Linked DNA regions of Sus scrofa: region 1 is linked to region 2. Evidence: chromatin contacts called from public promoter capture Hi-C data. All regions are on one chromosome and are shown on one strand. Each heading gives the region's core, a stretch centred on a gene start, on an enhancer-like site or on the middle of the called end of the contact. The rest is flanking DNA. Distances are from core to core; before and after follow the strand shown.

Evidence for each region. Promoter capture Hi-C pulls out the DNA fragments that hold promoters and counts their contacts.
Region 1: a promoter capture Hi-C map of liver shows a contact between it and region 2, with 2.3 times the contacts expected there. The contact joins the promoter of CARHSP1 here to the promoter of C3H16orf72 in region 2. A contact is called at or near these places in 1 of 5 promoter capture datasets (liver), 4 of 47 Hi-C or Micro-C datasets (embryonic fibroblasts, liver and skeletal muscle) and 2 of 2 datasets of contacts at active chromatin or transcription factors (alveolar macrophages and skeletal muscle).

The regions. Positions count from the first base shown.
Region 1 is chr3:33,832,468-33,836,629 of Sscrofa11.1, forward strand. It overlaps CARHSP1 (calcium-regulated heat-stable protein 1), which reads left to right and starts at 1,880. Exons shown (of 4, transcript XM_003124608.6): 1 at 1,880-1,981.
Region 2 is chr3:33,653,112-33,657,562 of Sscrofa11.1, forward strand. C3H16orf72 (UPF0472 protein C16orf72 homolog) reads right to left here and starts at 2,227. Exons shown (of 4, transcript XM_003354616.4): 1 at 1,535-2,227; 2 at 787-867. The coding sequence starts at 1,760.

The sequences.
Region 1 (4,162 bases), core at 630-3,129, 180 kb after region 2:
TGGAGGTTCCCAGACGAGGGGTCAAATTGGAGCTGTAGCCGCCAGCCTACACCAGAGTCACAGCCACACGGGATCTGAGCTGTGTCTGCAACCTACACCACAGCTCACGGCAGCACTGGATCCTTACCCCACTGAGCAAGGCCAGGGATCGAACCTGCAACCTCATGGTTCCTAGTCGGATTCGTTAATCACTGGGCCATGACGGGAACTCCTGGGTTTGCTTCTTGGTGGGTGTCAGCCAAAAGATATAAGGAAGCTGAAGCTCTGGAGAAGTGTTTATTATTACCTGCATCACATAAGAACACCTGAAATCATCCTCAAAGCTGTGTCTTCCCAACAGCAAAATTGAGGAAGGTTTAAGCTAAGGCTCCACATGCATAGTCATGAAGGGGCTTGAGCAGAGAAGTCGGCATAGAACTGTGGCCAAGGTGGACTGAGTACAAGCTTTCAGTGACTGAAGTCACAGGGTCGACATCATCGTTCTTTTGCGGAGGAACCAAGACTGTTTCATCCATGATGAAATATTGCGTCTTTTTTTTTTTTTTTTTTTTTTTTTTTTGCCTTTTAATGCCGAACCTGTAGCATATGGAAGTTCCCAGGCTAAGGGTTGAGTCTGAGCTGACGCCACAGCCACAGAGATGTGGTATCTGAGCCGTGTCTGCGACCTACACCACAGGTCATGCCCACCCCAGATCCTTAACCTACCAAGTGAGGCCAGGGATTGAACCTGCATCCTCATGGTTCCAAGTGGGATTCATTTCGCTGAGCTACAGTGGGAATGAGCTATTGTATCTTGACTGCTTTTCCTTTGCTCCTGCATTCCTTCACTTTCCTTAACATCAATAATTTTCAGACCTGGCAATTACTGCAGGTTCAATCCCTGGCCTCGCTCAGTAGGTTAAAGATTGGTGTTGGCGTGAGCTGTGGTGTCGGTTGAAGATACAGCTCGGATCTGGCACTGCTGTGGTATAGGCTGGCAGATACAGGGCCAATTGGACCCCTAGCCTGGGAACTTCCATATGCTGCAGTTGCGGCCCTAAAAAGATAAATAAATAAAGGCTTAGATCACAAAAGGGCTTCTCATGTCAAGAAAGCCATGCCTGGTTCTTTTTCCTGGGACCCCCCCACTCCCACCCCCACCGCAAGCGATCTGCATATATGAAAGGCAGGCAGAGCTAGTGGGTTTCAGGAGAGACCCCCATGCTACCCCCAATCCTGGACCCTGTTGTCGCAGGACAGTTACAGGATACCTCCCCACTTCCCGCTGCCCCTCAACAGCCAGCCTGAGCCTTGATCCAGAGCTGGGCTCCCTTTCAGGGGCTGTTCCCAACTTGTTGTGTGTAAGGGGTTGATCACCTCTCTGTCTCAGTTTCCTCTCCTGTTAAATGAGAGTAAGGTCATTCACCTGCAGATACAGAGGACTCGAGGAGGAAGTGGAAATTAAGAACAAAAAACACAAACAAAAAAAGAACGAAATCAACAGCTCCCGTTTTTTTTTTTTTGTTCTTTCTTTGCATTTTCGTTTTTTTCTTTCCCTCCCTTTGGCAGCTCTCATTCCTTCTTGACATTCCTAGATCTCTTTCTTTCCGCTAAGACGGAGGTGCCCCGGACTCATCCGGATTCTGGAGCGAAGGTCAAGTGGGGGCCGGACCGACCCGGTTGGCTAGGGGAACAACAAATTCTCCCACTTTCCAGGGGCGTTTTCTGGCCGGGGGTGCAGCACAGGCGAGAGATCGGGTTCCCCCACCCAAGGCTTTGCGCCCGGCGATCCCGCCACTCCCGCGCGCAGACACAAAGGTCCGGTCCGGGCTGGTCCCGCCCGCCCCGCTCTTGCTCCAGCCCGCAGCCCCATTGGCCGAGAGCTCTGGGGGGCGGGGCCTAGGCAGGGGCGCCGCGAGACCGTCCCGTGAACCACGCCCCCTTCCCAGCCCAGTTCTCGCAGTTCGAGCGGAGCAGCTGGCGGAGCTGAACGGATCACCAGGTAGGAGCTTCTCCCGGGACCCCAGGAGGGGTGTGGTGGGGTGCCCCTGCCCTGTAGGAGGCCCAGGGATGGCCGGGATGGGACCTCGGCCTCTTCGTCAGCTGCTGCCCCGATGCGTCTCCCCTCTACAGGGTCTTCCGACTCTTCGGTCGGGGTCTCCGGGCTGGGTTTCTCTAGGCCCCTAAAAAAATACCCGGGCCGCCGTGACCTGTTTGGGGAGCACGGGTTACTCATCCTTCCTGGAGAGGGGTGGGTGTGGCAGCAGCTGGAGGGATTTGGGGGCAGACGTCAGGTTGCATTTCCCGCCTGGCCACCTGTTTTCTTCTTGCGGAAAAAGCCTTCCCTCCTTCTCGTCCTCCCCCCCCTCCGCCTGCCCCCCTTATCTCCCTCCCCTTTCGCCTGTGGGCTGGAGCTGAAAGGGGTGACTCGCGGTGCGCTGGGGCGAGGCGAGGGGGGCGCCGCTCCAGAAGGTGGAGCCAGCCCCCAGCCAGGCCTGGTCGCGCCAGCTGTGGACTCGGCAGTGGGACCTCCGCCAGGCCTGGCGGGGTGTGGGGGGGTATCCTGGCGCCGCGCGATTGGCCGCGTCTGGAGAGGAGGAGCCGCCGGGCGCCAGGCCGGTGCGTTTGCGTCGGGATGGGGGGCCCCAAGGCAGTGCAGAGAAACTTCCCCCGAGCCCACAGGCTCCCCTCCCCACCGGCCTCGCTGGCAGCCCAAGTTTTCAGGCCGGAAATGCAACGGTTTTTTTTTTTTTTTCCCCCTAAAAAGGAAGCCCCTGGCTCCCACAGCTTTTCTGAGGTTGGAGTGGATGTGTGTCTTGCGGGTGGAGGGCGCGAGACCAGCCCACTCCAGGCACCATCTCTGTTCCCACAGACGGGGGTGTCTCTTTGCAAAATAGGAAGCTTCCCTGAGCCTCCGTTTTCCCATCTGTAGGCTGGGAAGATTGTTTTTCCTACCCTAGCAGAGTGAGTGAGTGTAAAAGGAGATGGCGCACCCAGTGCGGGGAGAAACGTTAGCTATTGTCAGTTTTCACATGCCTTTTTGATATTTCTCCGTCTCTCGGCTCCCATTCTCGCCCCTCCAATCCCTTCGCCACCCTGAACCTAGAGGGAAGTTGTAAAAACAGGTTCAAGTCAACCCTCAGCTTAAAATCATCTCCTAATGTCGCACGGTTGTTTAATTTCCAAACTTGTCCGCAGAGCTTTCTGTTATCTCCTACCCCACCCCATTTTCTGCTGCCTGTCCTCCCTCTCCCTGGCCTTTTGCCCCTGCCGGACCCTCTGCCTGGAATGACTTACCCACGCCCAACCCAGTTTAGGACTCGAAGCAGCAGCCTCCTCAGGCCCGGGCCTCCTCTGAGCCCGCTCTGTGCTTCCGGTACTGGGGAGGTCTTGATGACCACGGCTTCTCAATGCTGGCGTGTCTGTCACCCTCCCCTCCATCCCCACCCCCCAACTGGCGGGGGTGCCCCCGTAGAGCACCAACAGGGCCCTGTAGCGTCGTCATGGAGCCCGGCCTGCAGCAGATGCTCAAAGGGGAATGAGCTGAGCCAGGCCTAGCGCGGGGCTCTGGAGTCCTGGGTGGGGTTGCGGGAGGGCTCCCTTGGGAGAAGAACTGGCCTTTCTTTGTCTCAGCGAGGGGCAAAGTCAGGGCATTTGGTTTGTGTCCCATCAGCAGGGACAGGGATGGGAGGGATTATTCTAGATCCTCATGCCTGACAGTTCCACCATCAGCGGCTCAACTCTTGCTGCCTGAGCCCATTGTCGCTGGCACCCTCTGCACAACGCCCTCGCACGACATCCGCCCGGCTGAGAGGCTGCGCCACAACTGTCTCATTTGACAGATGAGGAAGCTGAGGTGGGGGCGGCGAGGTCGCCTGCCAGGGCTCACGGAGCGAGCGGAGAGAAGAGTTAGGCTGAGACTCAGCTCTGACCGAAGCCCTGGGAGAATGGAGACAGACTGGAATCCAGGAATGCTGGAAGTGGGGGTGACGGGGTGCTGAGTCGACTTTTAGTTACAAACAAGGGCTCGAGCTTCCCCCCCTCCAGGGTGCCCAGGCGGGGGCGGGGCGGGGCGGGGCGGTCCGGAAGCGCTAAGCCGGGCCTGGCAGTTGTGCTGGAGGGGCGCCTCAGCTTCCCAGGAGCTAGTCCTCGGCTTTCCGGCTTTCCAGCCTCTTCCCAGCAT
Region 2 (4,451 bases), core at 977-3,476:
TGCCAAAAATCAAACCCAAATTTCCAAATCTTCGAAATGAGAGTAATGCACAAAATCTAAACCCATTGTTACTAAGGAAGCATGATGGGCAAGAACATTTACCCACATACCTTCACATGGGGGCGGGGAGGGGATTAACTGCAGAAAAGCACTACCATGAAACACAAATCAACTCAAACTCCGATCACAGATCTCCTGCCAACGAAGTACAATTGGTTTTGAAGGCAAACATCCATGACTTGCTAGGAAAAAGCAGGGTGCTAATATGCGCACATATTATTCCAATTAGCTACTTTTCGACGCACTTAAATGCTATGCCACCACTATTCTGGGAATTGCCTAAACTCAAAACCTTTTCCAAGAGATGCTTTTCCACCAGTGTGCCTTCCACCTCTCTGTGAGACATAAATTCTTCCCAGGGTCTCCAGCTTTGAGCTTTTCAACCTCGACACTACTGCCAGGGCCGACGTGGGAGTGGGGAGGCTGTTTCAGCACCACAGGATATTCAGCAGCCTCCTCTAAATGATGACACCCACAAATGCCCCCAGACATTGCCAAATGTCGCCGAGGGGGGACAAATGCCCCCTAGCTGAGAATCGGCTATCTAGGTATATACCACCACCGGTATTCTCTAGTTGCAAGCTATTAATGGCTGGATTCAGGAGCAGAAAACACTCCTCGACCCGGGGCCAGGTCAAGGTGGCCAATGCCCTCGGAACGCCGTACTTATCCCCTGACTCAGGCTGCCCTTCCCCTTAGTCGGCAATGCAGCAAGGTTAGCGTTACCTTTGTAGAGGTTGGTGACAGCGGTGGCTGCGTTTTGGAAGGGGACCCAGAGAGAAAGTCCTGGCTGCTGACACACTCGGTCTGAAAGACGACAAAAAGAGAAAAAAAAAAAAAAAAAGAAAGAAAGAAATGCACAAAGACGGGGCGAGGGGGGAGGGGGGAGAGAGAGAGAAAGCAATGTTATTTGGGCGTCAATCACTCCGGAACGGCCATATTAGGTTTCGCCATTTTGTTCAAGGTTTTCGGGATCCCGCACTGGGTCGGGGGCCGGCAGGAAGGGGGTCGCGGCGGGCGGCCAGGGGGGGACGCGGGACGCGGGGCGCAGCCGGGGCCCAGGCGCGGCGGTGGGAGGCGCCCCCTCAAAGTCCCCGCCCCGAGACCGGCTCCGGCACAATAGGCCGCCCCGGAGCCTCCCTTCGCCATTTTGTGACCGGGGGCCCCTCCCCTCCCCTCACAGGCCCCGGGCGCCCGGCGGCCCGGCCCCAGAAGCGAGGGGCCCCCCGGGCGGCCCCCAACGCAGGAGCCCCCAGCGCCCGCCCCGGGCCACCCCCCGGGCGCCTCCCGACGGCCCGCCTCCCGCGACGCCATCTTGCGGGGAGGGGGCGGCAGGGCCGCGACGCGACGGCCGGAGCCTCGGAGACCGCCCAACCCCACCGCCAACCCCGGACTCTCCGCCGACCGCCCGACAGCCGGGCCCTAGGCGGCGGCGACGGGGGCGACGGCGCAAGATGGCGGCAGCAGCCCTCACCTTTGTAGAGCTGGGCCACGGCGGTGGCCGAGTTCTGGAAGAGGTGCCACAGTTTCTGCTGCTTGTGCTCGGGCTGCGCGGCGGCCGCCGCCTCCTCCTGCAGCTCGGGGGGCAGCTGCTCGTCCTGCTCCGCCTCGGCCAGGCACTGCCGCTCCCACTTGGAAAACCAGTGCTCGGGCCCGTGCTCCTGGATCTCGGCCTCGCCCTCCTCTTTCCGCTCCTCCATCCTCCGCGGCCTCCCGCGGCCTCGCCGCCGCCGCCGCGTCCTCCTCAGGCGGGGCTCCCGCGGGAGCGTCGTCGTCGAGCGGCCCGGTGGCGGGGCCCAGCGGCCGGCGGCGGCTCCTCGCGGCGACCCAGACCTCCTGCACCCCGACGGCCTGCGAGCCCCGCCCCGCGGCCCCGCGCTGTCCGGGACGACCCCCGCCCCGAGTCTCCCTACCCCCGGGCCCCGCCGAAGGTCGCCGCGGACCGGATGATCGCCGCCGCCCCTCGCCTCGCCGGCCTGAGCCGGTCTACCACCACGCCATAGCGCCGCGGCCTCTCTAGGGCCGCCGCCGCAGACCACCGAGACCTCCGCGAAGCCCGGCCTGCGCCACCGAGCCCACCCCGAAGACTGAGGAACGTCTTCGTCGTCGCCGCCGCCGTCGACGCCTCTGCGGCTGCTGGTCACCGCCCTCCCCCGCCCACATGCTGACTGGGGAAGCACCGCCCACTCGGCCCCGGCTCCCCTGCCCAGTTGGGGCGCGCCCACTCCGAGAGCCCCCATTGGTCCGATCCGACCGGTTCCGCGTGCCGTCCCCTGAATATAGAGCCGTGATTGGCTCGTAGGCCTGTCCGCCTGACGTAACCAGTGGGCGGGGGAAAGGGAGTGAAAGTCAGGAAGGATGAAGACTGGGACAGAGGGGAGGAGCTGACAGTGGTTGCGTCGGAGCCAACCGAGGTGGGGAGGATAGAGAAATGCGCATGCGCGCTAGTTGCAGCCGCAGCTGCCAGGCGGCGTGCGGGGGTCACGTGACCTGGCCCCGCGGCCGCACCCCGAGGGGGCTTTTCCGGCGCTTCCGAGGCCCCGGGGGACGCAAAGTCTAGTCCAGCTACTGGGCCCCTGGGACTGAGGGATGTAGTGGGTGACAGCCTCCTACGCCAGACTCTTGGGCTTCCAAAGAGAAGAGGGAAGTGAAGAAGGTGAATGAACTTGCGAAGCGAGTCTTCGTTTATTTCAGAGACCAATTTCCTAGATTAGCAAGTTGAGCCTTGGAGTCCACAAAAAAACTTCTAAGTGGCTAGGCCGGCGGGCCGCCACCACTCACGCGGCTCGCTTCTCGTTGCGTCCAGGGGGCTCTTGCGCCCGCCCCCCACCCTGACCCGTCCCTTGACTAGACCTCTGCGGCCGCGCAGCCGACTCACAAAGCCGAAAATAAACCTCGGCAGGAGAGCTGTGCCTCGGCCAGGCTGCGTCTGTGCCTTCGTGAAGTTGGCGGCCCCCGCACCTGTCCCAAAAAGCACACTCCTGGGCCATGTGCTGCAGCCTGCGTCACGCGCCAGCCCCCGCCTCCTCCGGCCGGGAATCCTCGTGGCCGCGCCAAGTGGGAGGCCGGGTTTCCAGGGGGTTAGTTCTGCGCCGATTTCTCAATCACCTGCCGTGTGCGATCTCCGCATCACCCGGGCTGCGCGCCTCCTGTGGACCAGGCGCCGAGCTGCGCGCTGTGGTCACCAGGCTGGGGACGTCCCAGGGGCTCAAGGTCTGGAGAGGAAGAAGCCACGTAAAGGGGCGATGACCGCACAGATGCAAAACTGGCCCTTAGACTCATACGCTGACGGCGGGGGTACGAGCCACGGGGGCTTGGATAAGTCCCAGGGGCTGCGAAAGCGCCCTTCTACAAAGCGGTTTGGCTGTAAAGCCATCACTTTTGGAAGAAAATCTGACCTCACTGTGGGCTACAAGTCCCGGCAGGATCTGGCCCCGCCGCCTCCTCTGCGTTCATCTGAACTCCACTCTCTGCTTGGCTAGGGCTGCCCAGCCACACTGCCCTTCTTTCTGCTTCGTCAGACCTCCAAGCTCTTCTCTGCTTCAAGGCCTTTGCCCTCGCAGTTTCCTCTCTCCTGCCTCGTCGTCATTCCTCAAGGTTTGGCTCAAATGGCCTGGAAGCAGAGAACGCTTGTCAGACCAGCTGCGTTAAAGTACCTCCCTCTACACTCTCCTGTGGCCTGGTTTTAGTTTTTCATAGCCCGCATTGCTCTCTGAAATGATTTACTTGTGTGCCTCCTCTCACCACAAAGTAAGTTCTTACAAGGCAAGGATCTTGGCAGTCTTGTTCTCTGTTGAATCTTAAGAGATTAGCAGAGGAGGAGTTCCCTTTGTGGCTCAGCAGGTCAAGAACCCAACTTAAAAAAAAAAAAAAAAAAAGAACCCAACTTAGTGTCCCTAAGGATTCGGCTTCTTTCCCTGTCCTCCGCCACTAGGTTAAGGATGCAACGTAGCAGCAAGCTGCTGCATAGGTTGTAGATGCAGCTGGGATCCAGTGTTTCTGCAGACCAGCCGCTGCAGCTCCAGTTGGACCCCTAGCTGTTGGAACTTCCATTTGCCCCTGGTGCAGCCCTGAAAAGAAAAAAAAAATTACTAGGAGAATTACCTGCTGTCCTATTGGATTAAGGACCCGCTGTTGTCACTGCTGTGGTATGGGTTCCAACCCTGACCAGGGAACTTACATTTGCCCTGGGCACAACCAAAAAAAAAAAAAAAAAAAAAAAATATATATATATATATATATATATATATCAGCAGTGTTTTTATAATAAACCATAATGGAATGGAATACTAAAAATATATATAACAATCACTTTACTGTAGAGCAGATATTAGCATTGTAAATCAACTATAATTCAATTTAAAAATAATAATAAAAATCAGTAGTGCTTA